Linked DNA regions of Mus musculus: all the other regions are linked to region 3. Evidence: chromatin contacts called from public HiChIP or PLAC-seq and Micro-C data. All regions are on one chromosome and are shown on one strand. The core of a region is the stretch at or near the end of the contact, and the rest is flanking DNA. Distances in the headings are between cores, read along the strand shown. Region 1 holds the start of 1700016B01Rik (RIKEN cDNA 1700016B01 gene). Region 2 holds the start of 1700028D13Rik (RIKEN cDNA 1700028D13 gene). Region 3 overlaps Mn1 (meningioma 1). Region 4 overlaps Tpst2 (protein-tyrosine sulfotransferase 2).

Region 1 (2,700 bases), core at 134-2,633, 720 kb before region 3:
TTTCTTTCTTTCTTTCTTTCTTTCCCTCTTTCTTTCTTTCTGGAAAGTACTGATGGGGAAAAGCCATAAGTTCTGGGACAAAGCTCCAGGCCTGTCCCTGCCCCCAACCCCTGCCCTTCACCTTTGCTCTAAGCAGGCGAGAGAGCCAGGGGCCTGCTGACAGTCTTTCTTTGCCCTGGTTTCTGCCATCCTCCTGTGTAAATCCAGCTGCCTGTGCCCGAGTCAGAGGACTTCCTGAAAGGCCCTTGGCTGCAGGATGGCCCTCACACTCTGGTCTGTGTCAGGCTGCAAGGTTTTCAGAGTGAAAACTTGTTGCTCTGCCTTAATGTCAGCTGTTTCCTTTCTGGTCACACTGTGCCTTCCCTCTGCCATGTCCTCCCCCACATCTGGAGGAAGGTGTCCCCTGCACTAAGCCAGTGCCAATCAGATCACTCCTTCCTTCCTTTGCCACAGCAATTGGCTTGGAGATGGAACTTAGACTTATTCTTGCCAATGAGTTCCATCCTGCGCATCTGTGTCTATGCTGGGTGCAACAGTCAGCACAAGGCAGGGTCTGCTGCAGTAATAGGCAGCCTTGAAGTTTCAGCAAGGGCAACCCAAGCTCTTTGGGCCCTCCTTACTGTTCCCTTGATCCATGTTCAAGGGCACCAGGTGATGGGTGGTACCTCACCTCACCAGGCATCAAGGATGAAAATGTGCAGTCACGGAGGTGGGCTTTCTGAAGCTGGCCGAGCTGCTTAAGCATGGGGCCCTGTTGACCACCTTGGGCCCAGTTCTGTCTCAGAGAAAGAGTTCCTCTCCCTACTATGCCTCCAGCCCTCCCTTCTTGTGTACCTCGATTGGATTCTAAGGGTTGGCTCGAGTGACAGCCTTGCTTGCTGCATCCCCAGACTCACTTCCACAGTGTCTTGGCATAGAAGGGGCTAGGGAAACACCTCACTACTTAAGCTTCTCTCAGCAGGACTGAGGCCCAGAGCTTGGCCCCCAGAACTCACATGAAAGACAGATGTGGGTGAATGTGCCATCCCAGAGCCAGGGAGTCAGAGGCAGGCAGATGCTAGGGTTCACTGGCCAGCTTAGCTTACCTCTAAGGCTGACCTCTGCCTGCCACACACATTCACACACTTGCATACAGAAGGAGCTCTTTATGAGCACACAGTAGGAGGCATCCTTAAGCACACAGTAGGACATACCTACAAAGCCATAAGTGCTGGTACCACTAAGGTAAGCATCTGGAACCTAGGCTAGTAGTTACCTGGGCCATTTCAGGGAGCTCTGTCTTGGCTGTGGCCCCCTCTGGGGTGCACTTTGTTGAGCTGAGCTGGGTTGGGGAGGGGCTCGGAGAGAGGGTTGGTGTCTCCCTTGGGGTCACCAGGGGTCAATGAGCAGGGGTTGGGCTTATGAATTTCCTCTCAGGGCCCCAGACAATGGGGGCTTATTTGGTAATGTTGTTTCCTTGGCAACCATCTCTGTTCTGGAGAGTGGAGGTACTGGGGGTGGGGGAGGGCTGTGGAGAGAGAGGGGTTGCTGGAGGGGACACCTACTTTTAAGGTGCAAAACAGAGGCTAGTCTGTGTGGGTGTCTTACCTTCTCTGGAACTTGTCATTTCTAGGACAATTCCTTGCATTTTAAGGACATCTAGAGAGCTGAGTTTGAGTTTAGACATCTAACTCACTGTGTGACCTTGGGTCGATGACTTGCCCTCTCTGAATTTCAAGTTTTTCTCCTGTGAAGTAGGGGTAATTCTTTGTAGGGTGATTTGGGAGAGACAAGCACATTATGGGGCGTGACAGAAGGCCCTTCTGAGCACTTGTTTCTCATTTGATTGGTTCTTACTGCTTGGATTTAGTCACCTCCTTGGTCAGCATCTTAGAGTCACTGTTGTTGTGATGAGACACCACAACCAGCATGGGGAGGAAAGGGTTAATTCTGCTCACACTTCCACACCACAGCCCATCACCAAAGAAAGTCGGGAAAGGAACTCAAGCAGGGAAGGAACCTGGAGGCAGGAGCTGATGCAGAGGCCATGGAGGGTGCTGCTTACTGGCTTCCTCACCATGGCTTGCTCAGCCTGCCTTTTTTTTTTTTTTTTTTAAAGATTTATTTATTTATTTATTTATTATATGTAGCTGTCTTCAGACACTCCGGAAGAGGGAGTCAGATCTTATCACGGGTGGTTGTGAGCCACCATGTGGTTGCTGGGACTTGAACTTCGGACCTTTGGAAGAGCAGTCGGGTGCTCTTACCCACTGAGCCATCTCACCAGCCCTCAGCCTGCCTTCTTATAGAACTCAGGGCCACCAGCCCAAGGATGGCTCCACCAACAACGGGATTGCCACACCCATAATGGGCTGACCACACCCACAATGAACTGGCTCCACCCACAATGGGCGGGCCCCCATCAATCACTAATCAAGAAAACTGCCCATAGGCTTATGGCGGTATTTTTACATCAAGGCTTCTCCTCTTTGAGGACTCTAGCAGCACAGAAAGCTTCCAGAGTCACACAGATCTGGAATTTCTAAGGACCAAGGTGGTTGTTCTGGGAGCTTGGCTGCCGAAGGGTCTTCATTATTGGTCATGAGTCACTTTCTGGCATGTGAAGAGACTGAGGTCAAGTCTAGGGTGCCCTTGTCCTGTCTCCCTGCCGCACCCTCCCTGTATATGGATTTGAGTGCCTCATTCCTGGCTGCCAGGGCT
Region 2 (2,700 bases), core at 145-2,644, 770 kb before region 3:
GGTGTGATAGAGACATCTGCCCAAAACTTACATAAAATGTGAGATAGTCTTAGGATATTCTGGTCACTCATTTGTATGCTTCTCAGGTGTGAATTTTGTGGAGGACAATGTTAACATCACAGAGTTGGACCCGCCTGCCTCTCCCTCATCTCCCCTTTCCCCCATGTCTTTTTAAATTTTTTAAATTTCATTTTTTATGTGCTGCACTGGCTGGTTTTGTGTGTCAACTTGACTCAGGCTGGAGTTATCACGAAGAAAGGAGCTTCGGTTGAGGGAATGCCTCCATGAGATCCAGCTGTAAGGCATTTTTCTCAATTAGTGATCAAGGGGGAAGGGCCCACTGTGGGTGGAGCCATCCCTGGGCTGGTTGTCTTGGGTTCTATAAGAGAGCAAGCTGAGCAAGCCAGGGGAAGCAAGCCAGTAAAGAACATCCCTCCATGGCCTCGGCATCAGCTCCTGCTTCCTGACCCAATTGAGTTCCAGTCCTGACTTCCTTTGGTGATGAACAGCAATGTGGAAATGTAAGCTGAATAAACCCTTTCCTCCCCAACTTGTTTCTTGGTCATGATGTTTGTGCAGGAACAGAAACCCCGACTAAGACATGTGCATTAGTGTTTTGCCTGCATGTATGTCTGTGTGAGGGTGTCAGTTCTTGGAGTTATAGACAGTTATGAACTACCATGTGGGTGCTTGGAATCAAACCTGGGTCCTCAGAAAGAGCAGTCAGTGCCCTTAACCACTGAGCCATCTCTCCATCTCTTCATCTCTTGGCAGACAGGGTTTTGCTATACAGTCCAGGCTGACCTTGACCTAATGATGTCCTCCGTCAGTCTCTTGAGCGCCTGACTTTTTACATGGAGCTGTGAACAAAAATCTACTCACCTCAGGTAGGACATCAATGACAGGCCAAAGAGCCTACTGCGTGCAAGTCCAGCTTAGGGGACCAGTGAGTGTATCGGGGTCACTTATAGGTGTGTAGCCGACTCGAAGGAATTGTATCGCTGAAAACCCAGCGTGGTATCAGGTAGCTCATGAAAGCAACCTTCCAGAGTCCCACAGGCTGCAGCAGGGTGTGGCAGAACCTCCCCTGCTTCCCAAGCAACTGTTTCCGTTTCTCTAACCCTGGGGAGGGGCCTTGGGAAGCTGGTAGACCCAGAGCTTCCTGGGGCTTGCGGGTTTGTTTACCTTTAGAGTCCCAAGGAGTTTCATTCTGAGCCTCTCTCAGGTAGGGAACTTCTGTGCAAGCCCAGAGTCCAAAGAAATGCCCCTGCCCCTGAGTTCATCCCTTTGAGGTATTCGGTTACAGCAGTGAAAAAAAGTCACTAATACTCCCCTCCAGAAACTTGTCCCTGGGACTCACACAGTGTGGGGAGCGGGCAAGGCTCCGCCTCCTTAGAGAAAGAACACTTGGGGCTTAGGTGTTCTGCCCCACTGTGATGGGGGGCGGGGGAGGGGCAGGCTGCTCTGTGTCCCTGGCTGCCGTGCTGGAAGCCCATGCACAGCAGAGGTACATTGCAGGAATAAATATGGTTTTAGGCAGGGATATGGGACACGGGATTTATCCCTTATAGCTTATGGGACACGGGATTTATCCCTTAGCTCCAGGTCCCCGTGGAGAGGCCCCACACGGGACATCAGATCTCACCGCACTTCCGTGTTCCCAGGAAACATCTCCCCCACCCCATCCCCAGGCATTAGCTGCTCATTAATACACAGTGCTGCAAGAGTCATCTGTAATCAGATGCTAACGGAGTTTTCTGTGGGAGTGGGCGGGCCAGGTCACGGACGAAAGCCGAGCCAGCTGATGGTTATGATCGATCGATAACCTATTTATTTCCCAGAGTTTCTATTAACCTCTGCGAGCCGATCGTGGTTTCAATTTGGAAGGCTGGGGCCCGCTTTGCTGACTGGACGAGTCTGATTGAAAGCCGGCCCCTGACGTGACCCCAAGGGCGAAATCCAATTAAAATGATTTTCACTTGTAGATTAATATTTTTAGCATGTTCTACATCCTGGGATTTATCATCCCTGGCAGTAAGTAATGTCTTGTGACAGGAGCAGGTGGATTGGCACTGACATCAATAGTGGTACTGATTTGTACACTCGCCAGGACCTGGGACAGCTTTGGGGTGATGGCAGCCACGGTGGTTTCTAGAGAGAGGGCACCTCTCTAGTCTGCCTATCTGCCCATCCTTTTCTGGGAGGTGGCTGGGTTTGGCTGTTGCCTGAGTAAGCCATTCTTGGGACTCTGAGCTCCTGAAGGGTCGGTGTGATGTCATGTGTACTCTGTAATCTGCTTATGTTTTGTGGTGTCCTTCCCTGGAGATGCACCCCACTGTGAGGGCAGGGGCTGACATATTGTTGGAGTATGGGCTGTTGATAGGAACAGAAGCAGAGGTCACTCCAAGCTGGGCCAATGAAAGCTTTGTGGGTCTGCTGGTTGGGTGAAGAAAGATCTACTCAAGCTAGGCCAATCAGTGACTTCACGGGGAAGTTGTAACTCAAAGCCAAAGCAGGAAGGGGTGGATCCAACTGGGCCAGTTCAGAGGACTAGGTGAGCTCCTCTCTGTTCTTTTAAAAAATTAATTAATTTATTATATATACAATTTATATAATATATACTATAATATAATATAATATAATATATGATATGTGATTTGTGATATATAACATAATATAATATATATGATACAATATACA
Region 3 (2,700 bases), core at 196-2,695:
TGGGCTACATATTGGCCTAAAGTCAGTCCAGGTTATCCCTCTGAAAACAATGAACCTCACAGCCCCCTCCCCAGTGAAAGCCCTGGGTGGTAAAATCACTCAGTGGAATCTTGGAGATGCAGGGGCTGAAGGGTGGTGATGGCGGTGGAGACGGTGGCGATGATGATGACGGTGACTGTGATGATGATGATAGTAATGTTTATGGTGATGTCAGAAATAATAATAGCAGATATCTCGCTAGCTCTCACCCTCATCACCATCATCACTATCATCATCATTGTCACCAGGCCTGTAGCTCGTAGGCTAGGGCTTCCCAACTACTCTGGGCCCAGTTCAGGGCCGGACTAGAAATCATGAGACCGAGGAAGGTCTGGCTTTCCCAGCCTGCCCCAAGAGGCCTCACACAACGGTGGAGCCCAAACAAACGAGACCCCAAACAGGCTGCCCTGCCCAAGCTGCAGACCCCTTCCGGCCCTGCCAGAGCTCCATAGAGAAGCAGAAGGAAAAGGGAACCCTTGGAAACCTTGGTCCCAGGGCTGCTTCCCGAGGCCAGGGACACTCATCCCAGGGAATCGCTGAGCAACTGAAGAGGGAGGGAGAAGGGACAGGAAACCATGTCCAGCAGTGGGTGGAGGACCAGAAACCACGTGGGAGGGACCGGAAACCACATTGGGGGTGGGAGGCTGGGGTCTGATTCTGCCAATGCAAATCTTCCCAGGCTGCACTGGGCTATGGATTGTGTCCTGGAAGAGCTCAGGCTAGCCTTGTTCATGCCATGCTTTACCCAGCTCAGTGGGGAAAAAGTGGTTTACATGGGGCTCCATAGGATTCGAACCCAGGCTCCCAGACACCATTCTGGCTCTTCCTATGCCTCAGTGCAGGCCTTGAATGAATGGGGAAACTGAGGCTAAGCGTGTACGGTAGCAACTACCCGTAGCCCAGGATGGATAACCCTACCAGGTCCTTCTTCCCCTAAGACCTGACACTACCATCTTCCCAGTGCTCAGATGGGGAAACTGAGGTCTGGAGACAGCACGCACCCATAATTACAGACAGACCAGTCGCCCTGGCAGCTCTCCATCCGGAAACCCCACCCACCTCTGATTTGGTGACCTCTGCAGGCCAGAGCTTTGTGTTACCCTAGGCTAGCCTAGGTCAGTCTGTTTGTCTGTAAAATGGGTCTCGGTTATGAGGACACTGATAGTAACTATATGCCTGCAGCCCCCCACTGTGTGCTCACAGCCCCACTAGGTGACTACAGAATAGCTAGGTCCCTCTTATGGAATTTGGTGGTGTGAGTGGCAGGGCGTGGGGGGGGAGGCGAGGCATGTGAGGTATTAGTGTGTGGGCGTGGCTATGAGCGGGGTGTTGCTGTGGGGAGGGGCCTGCTGGGTGGGCTTGTTTGCGGGCATGGTGTGTGGGCAGAGCGTGCAGAGAGATTTGAGGACTGAGACCTGGGGAAGCCGCACCCAACTCCACCCAACCTACCTATCTGATGCTGGGAGGCTGAGCCCAGTACTGCCTGCCAGACCTCAGTTTCCCTACTGGGATAGCCTGCAGAGAGGACTGACCTCCGTCACCTGAGCCTGGCCAGCCTGCCAGTTTGAAACAGTGAATGAGGCCTAGCCTGTGCTACAAAATCATGTCTGAGTGGTGGCCACCATCAGTGCCTGCAGGAAGGGAAAACCTTCCACTAAGGCAAACCGCCATTTCCACAATTCAGGTTTGGCTCAGTGTCCAAGGATAAGGAGGGTGGGAGGGGATCCCGCATCCCAGAGTCCCTGGCAGGGGCAGGGCTGAGCTCTCTTCCAGCACACCCAGAGCAGCCAAGGCTTACCCCCACCCCTACCCCTCAGCTCCACCCCAGGGGTGCTAGCGGTCCATTTGAAAGTGAAGAGAAAGCATCACAAAGGAGACAGGACCTTCTGGAGAAGGGAAGAGGCACACAGAATGAAGACAGACCAGCTCTAGCTTTCCTCCTGGAGAGCTCCACCCAAGCAAACCCAAGACAGATCTGGGCTCAGGCATCCCCAGGATCAGCTGGGGCTGGCATGCTTTGGGCCAATTACCGGGCAGGGGTGGTGGCTACTCTGAGGTTGAACATGAGCTGCCCCATGCTGGGGGGTGCTCAGGTCAGTTGAGGCCACCTTTATTTGGAGATAGAGATGATGATATATTTAATGTGATTTCTGCCAGGACCCCCTCCCCGATTAAAAACTGTGGGTACTTGCTTGTCTTCAAATGCAGCCAGGCAAGCCTGGTCACATAGATTTCTAACCCGACCCTGTTAAATGATAATAAAAACCAAGAGAATGCACGGGGAAGCCTAACAAGGTGGGAGGCTACCTAGCAGGACCAGGGCAGGCAGGGGACAGTGCCTAAAGCAATGTTGTGACCTTTTAACACGGTTCCTCGTGTTGGGGTCACCCCCAGCCATAAAATTATTTCCCTTGCTACTTCATAACTGTGAGTTTGCTACTGTTATGAATCGTAACGTAAATATCTGAGAGGCAGGATATCTGATATGTGACCCCTGTGGAAAAAGGTCACTTGGTCCCCCGAAGGGCTCTCAACCCACAGGTTGAGAACAGCTGGCCTAGAGGAAGGTGTGGGGGAACCTCAGTCCCTGGGTTGTGCATCACTGTGCTCGGGCTGTTCTTTCTTGACACTGCACGGCTCCAGGCTCCTCAATAGCCTTGA
Region 4 (2,700 bases), core at 110-2,609, 850 kb before region 3:
CTTACAAAGCCCAGAGGGGCCAGGAGTAGCATTATTTTTTTCTGAGGGCTGATAGATCAACTTGCCAGGATTGAGAACACCCCCAGGGAGACAGGCCGCTGGGCACATCTGTGATGGAGTTTCTGGACTGGGTTAACTGAGCAGTTAAGACCTGAGTGTGGACGGCACTATCCCACAGGCTAGAGTCCTGGAGTGAGTGAAACAGAGAAAGCGGTAGCAGTGTGAGCCCTGTCCTTCACACCTCACGGAATGTGACCAGCCACTTGATACTGCTCTGCTAGGACATCTCCACACCACAGGCAGGACCCTCAAACTGTGGCAAAAACAAACGTCAGGTGTCCTCTCACGGCAACGAGAGGGACTAAGACACCTTTCACAACCAAAAGCCACACCACATCAAACTGCAAAACCTGAATTTAGAGACAGGCCCTGGACCTGGCCTAAGAGCTCCAGCACAGGGCCCCACCCAACACAAATGGGGAGGAGGGGTTCCTTCTCAGACATCACACCAAGGAACGAGCTAAAGGTGATGCCCCCAGCAATCTTCATGGTGTCGGTGAAGACCGAAGGAGTCGGATGCCCAAAAACTCATGGGTCAGATAAGGAGGCAGCAGGCAGAATGGAGAGCAAGAACGGGAATCACGTGGGAAGTCAAAGCAGCTTCCAAGACAAGAGAGACAGCAGAAACCAGGGAGTCAGGGACAAGGCAGCCTGAGACGTCCTGCAGAGGAAGCAGGGGTGGCATCAAGGCACAGTTGGGCCCCATGGGAGCCTCCAAGAGCCTTCAGGACCAGTGTGCATCTCAGAGAGGAATAACCCGTGAAAAAAGGTTTAGCAGGAAGAGGGTGAGGGGCTGGGGTCTTCCATGGGTGCTCCGGTGCCCGCAGCAGCCCCCGGTCCTCGGTCTCCAGCAGCACCAGTTCTGGGAGTGAAGACTGGGAGCTGACTTCCTGCTGAACCATGGCTCTAGCCGCAGAGAGCAAGCTCTATCATAGGAAGCATGGCTTACCCCAGCATCCTTACTAAGACCCAACGTTTCAGCAGGAAGCATGTGGCCTGGATCCCTGGGGTGGGGTGGGGTTGTAGGTCCCCCCTGCCAGGAGGGCGTTCCCCTGGACAGCCTGGCAGGCCTCTCTCCCACCCATGGGACAAATGCTCTTGATGCTCTGCTTTCCACCCCCCTCCCCCACTCTTCACTCCAACAGTAGGCATGTTGTTTATAGTCTCAGGCCTCAGTTTCCCCCAGCAGGAAAAAAGGGCTTGGCCCCAGCTTTTAACACCATTTTTCCCCCTCCCCAGACTCCAAATTCTTCATCCAGATATGTGCTGGGTGTGGCAGCAGAGACAAAAGCCGGTGGATCTCTGTGAGTTAAGACCAGTCAGATCAACGCAGAAGTTACAGGACAGCCAGGGCTAAACAGAGGAAACCCTGCCCCCACCAAAAAGGAGGAGGAGGAGCCTCTGCTGCCACCACAGCTGCCACCACTGTGGGCCTACTATGTGCTTGAGCAGAGAGGTAAAGGCGACACTGTGGCATCGTAGAACGGGGTGTAAAAAAAAGCACCTACTGTGTGTGAGTGTCAGGGAGTCCTGAGGATTAGTAATCCACGCACTGAGTATTGGAGTCTTGGCCTTTCTCTCCCTCACCGTCCCTATGGGGGCATCTGGGGTTTCCTCTTCCTCCCACAGCCCTGGGGCAGGAAGGAGGGGACCTGGAGAACAGCCACATCAACATCCCCCATAGCCAAGAGAAGGGTCTGAACGGAACTGATAGCAGACGTCACCCAGGGTCGAGGGAAATGGGAGAGGAAGTGGGAGAGAGACAGGGATGAGAGCTGGGGAGACAGATGAAGAAGACAACAAGCAACAGCAATGGGGGGCAGACACTAAGGTGAGGGAGTAGAGACAAATGGCCAAGATAGAGACCAGGAGAGACTGATGGGCGGCAGGCACAGGTAGAGACAGGGAGGGTGGGGGAGATGGCTCAGTAGATGAGGTGCTTATTGTTCAAGCAAGAGGACCTGGGTTTAAATCCCCAAGTCCCACATAAAAGCCAAGGTAGGAGCATGACATCTACAATGTAGCATTGCGGTGGTGAGTTAAGAGAAAGGTCCCCTGGGGGTTGCTGCCTTACCAGTCTGCTGGGAGTGGTGAGTGAGAGACTTTCTCATAAACTAAGATGCAGAACACAGGAAGACACCCAGCATTCCTCTGAGGCCTCCTCATCACGTACACACACATACATACACAAGCACACACACAGGGGTGGGGGGAGAAGCATAGATACACATAGATACACATGGGTAAAGAGATGGCAAGAGGTCAATTTCTGATGTCAGAGAGACACACATGGAGGAAAGAGACGGGATGAAGACACTCATCCTGAGAAGGCTCTGGGTAGGCAGCCTGTGGGTTTCCCAGTCCGGTGCCCAGAGTTATCTAAGGGAGCTGAGGGGACTAGAGAAAAGGAGCTGTCGCAGACACAACTTCCCAGGCACAGAGCCTCCAGCGCCTCTGGCTGCATCCAGAAACTTCTACTCTTGGTTCTTTACTTATGAAGTAATTCAAGTCTTTTAAAAACTATTTCCTTCCTCCCGTGCTCAGTTCCTGATACTCTGAGACCCGGCACAACCCAGCCTGGTGCTTGAGGCTCGCCTGTGACTTAACTCAAACTGCCTCCAATTTTAAAGCACATGTCCT

What was found. A called contact is a pair of places that touch in the nucleus more often than the background predicts. HiChIP or PLAC-seq counts read pairs in DNA pulled down with a chosen protein or histone mark.
Region 1: a Micro-C map of embryonic stem cells shows a contact between it and region 3, with 2.0 times the contacts expected there. The contact joins the promoter of 1700016B01Rik here to the enhancer-like site in region 3. A contact is called at or near these places in 1 of 39 promoter capture datasets (the SN4741 cell line), 6 of 484 Hi-C or Micro-C datasets (bone marrow-derived macrophages, cerebellum, cortical neurons and 3 more) and 13 of 115 datasets of contacts at active chromatin or transcription factors (PVALB interneurons, VIP interneurons, craniofacial prominence and 8 more).
Region 2: an H3K27ac HiChIP or PLAC-seq map of embryonic stem cells shows a contact between it and region 3, with 8 times the contacts expected there. The contact joins the promoter of 1700028D13Rik here to the enhancer-like site in region 3. A contact is called at or near these places in 1 of 484 Hi-C or Micro-C datasets (cortical neurons), 9 of 115 datasets of contacts at active chromatin or transcription factors (craniofacial prominence, embryonic basal ganglia, embryonic forebrain and 4 more) and 1 of 9 other capture datasets (embryonic stem cells).
Region 4: a contact with region 3 is called in an H3K27ac HiChIP or PLAC-seq map of embryonic stem cells, with 5 times the contacts expected there. The contact joins two enhancer-like sites. A contact is called at or near these places in 5 of 115 datasets of contacts at active chromatin or transcription factors (VIP interneurons, astrocytes, bone marrow-derived macrophages and 1 more).

The regions. Positions count from the first base shown.
Region 1 is chr5:112,154,910-112,157,609 of GRCm38.p6, reverse strand. It overlaps 1700016B01Rik (RIKEN cDNA 1700016B01 gene), which reads right to left and starts at 1,383. Exons shown (of 2, transcript NR_166436.1): 1 at 1,256-1,383.
Region 2 is chr5:112,205,457-112,208,156 of GRCm38.p6, reverse strand. 1700028D13Rik (RIKEN cDNA 1700028D13 gene) reads right to left here and starts at 1,394. Exons shown (of 3, transcript NR_045378.1): 1 at 1,186-1,394.
Region 3 is chr5:111,437,691-111,440,390 of GRCm38.p6, reverse strand. The region is part of intron 2 of Mn1 (meningioma 1); the gene reads right to left. Among named protein-coding and RNA genes, the nearest start is that of Mn1, 22 kb to the right of the region's middle. Within about 2 kb of position 1,445, at least 12 of the 459 cell types and tissues checked have an H3K27ac peak or open chromatin away from gene starts, as enhancers often do. A contact at or near this core is called in cortical neurons, embryonic stem cells and neurons, where this site is marked.
Region 4 is chr5:112,282,755-112,285,454 of GRCm38.p6, reverse strand. The region is part of intron 1 of Tpst2 (protein-tyrosine sulfotransferase 2); the gene reads right to left. Among named protein-coding and RNA genes, the nearest start is that of Tpst2, 7.4 kb to the right of the region's middle. Within about 2 kb of position 1,359, at least 66 of the 459 cell types and tissues checked have an H3K27ac peak or open chromatin away from gene starts, as enhancers often do. A contact at or near this core is called in embryonic stem cells, where this site is marked.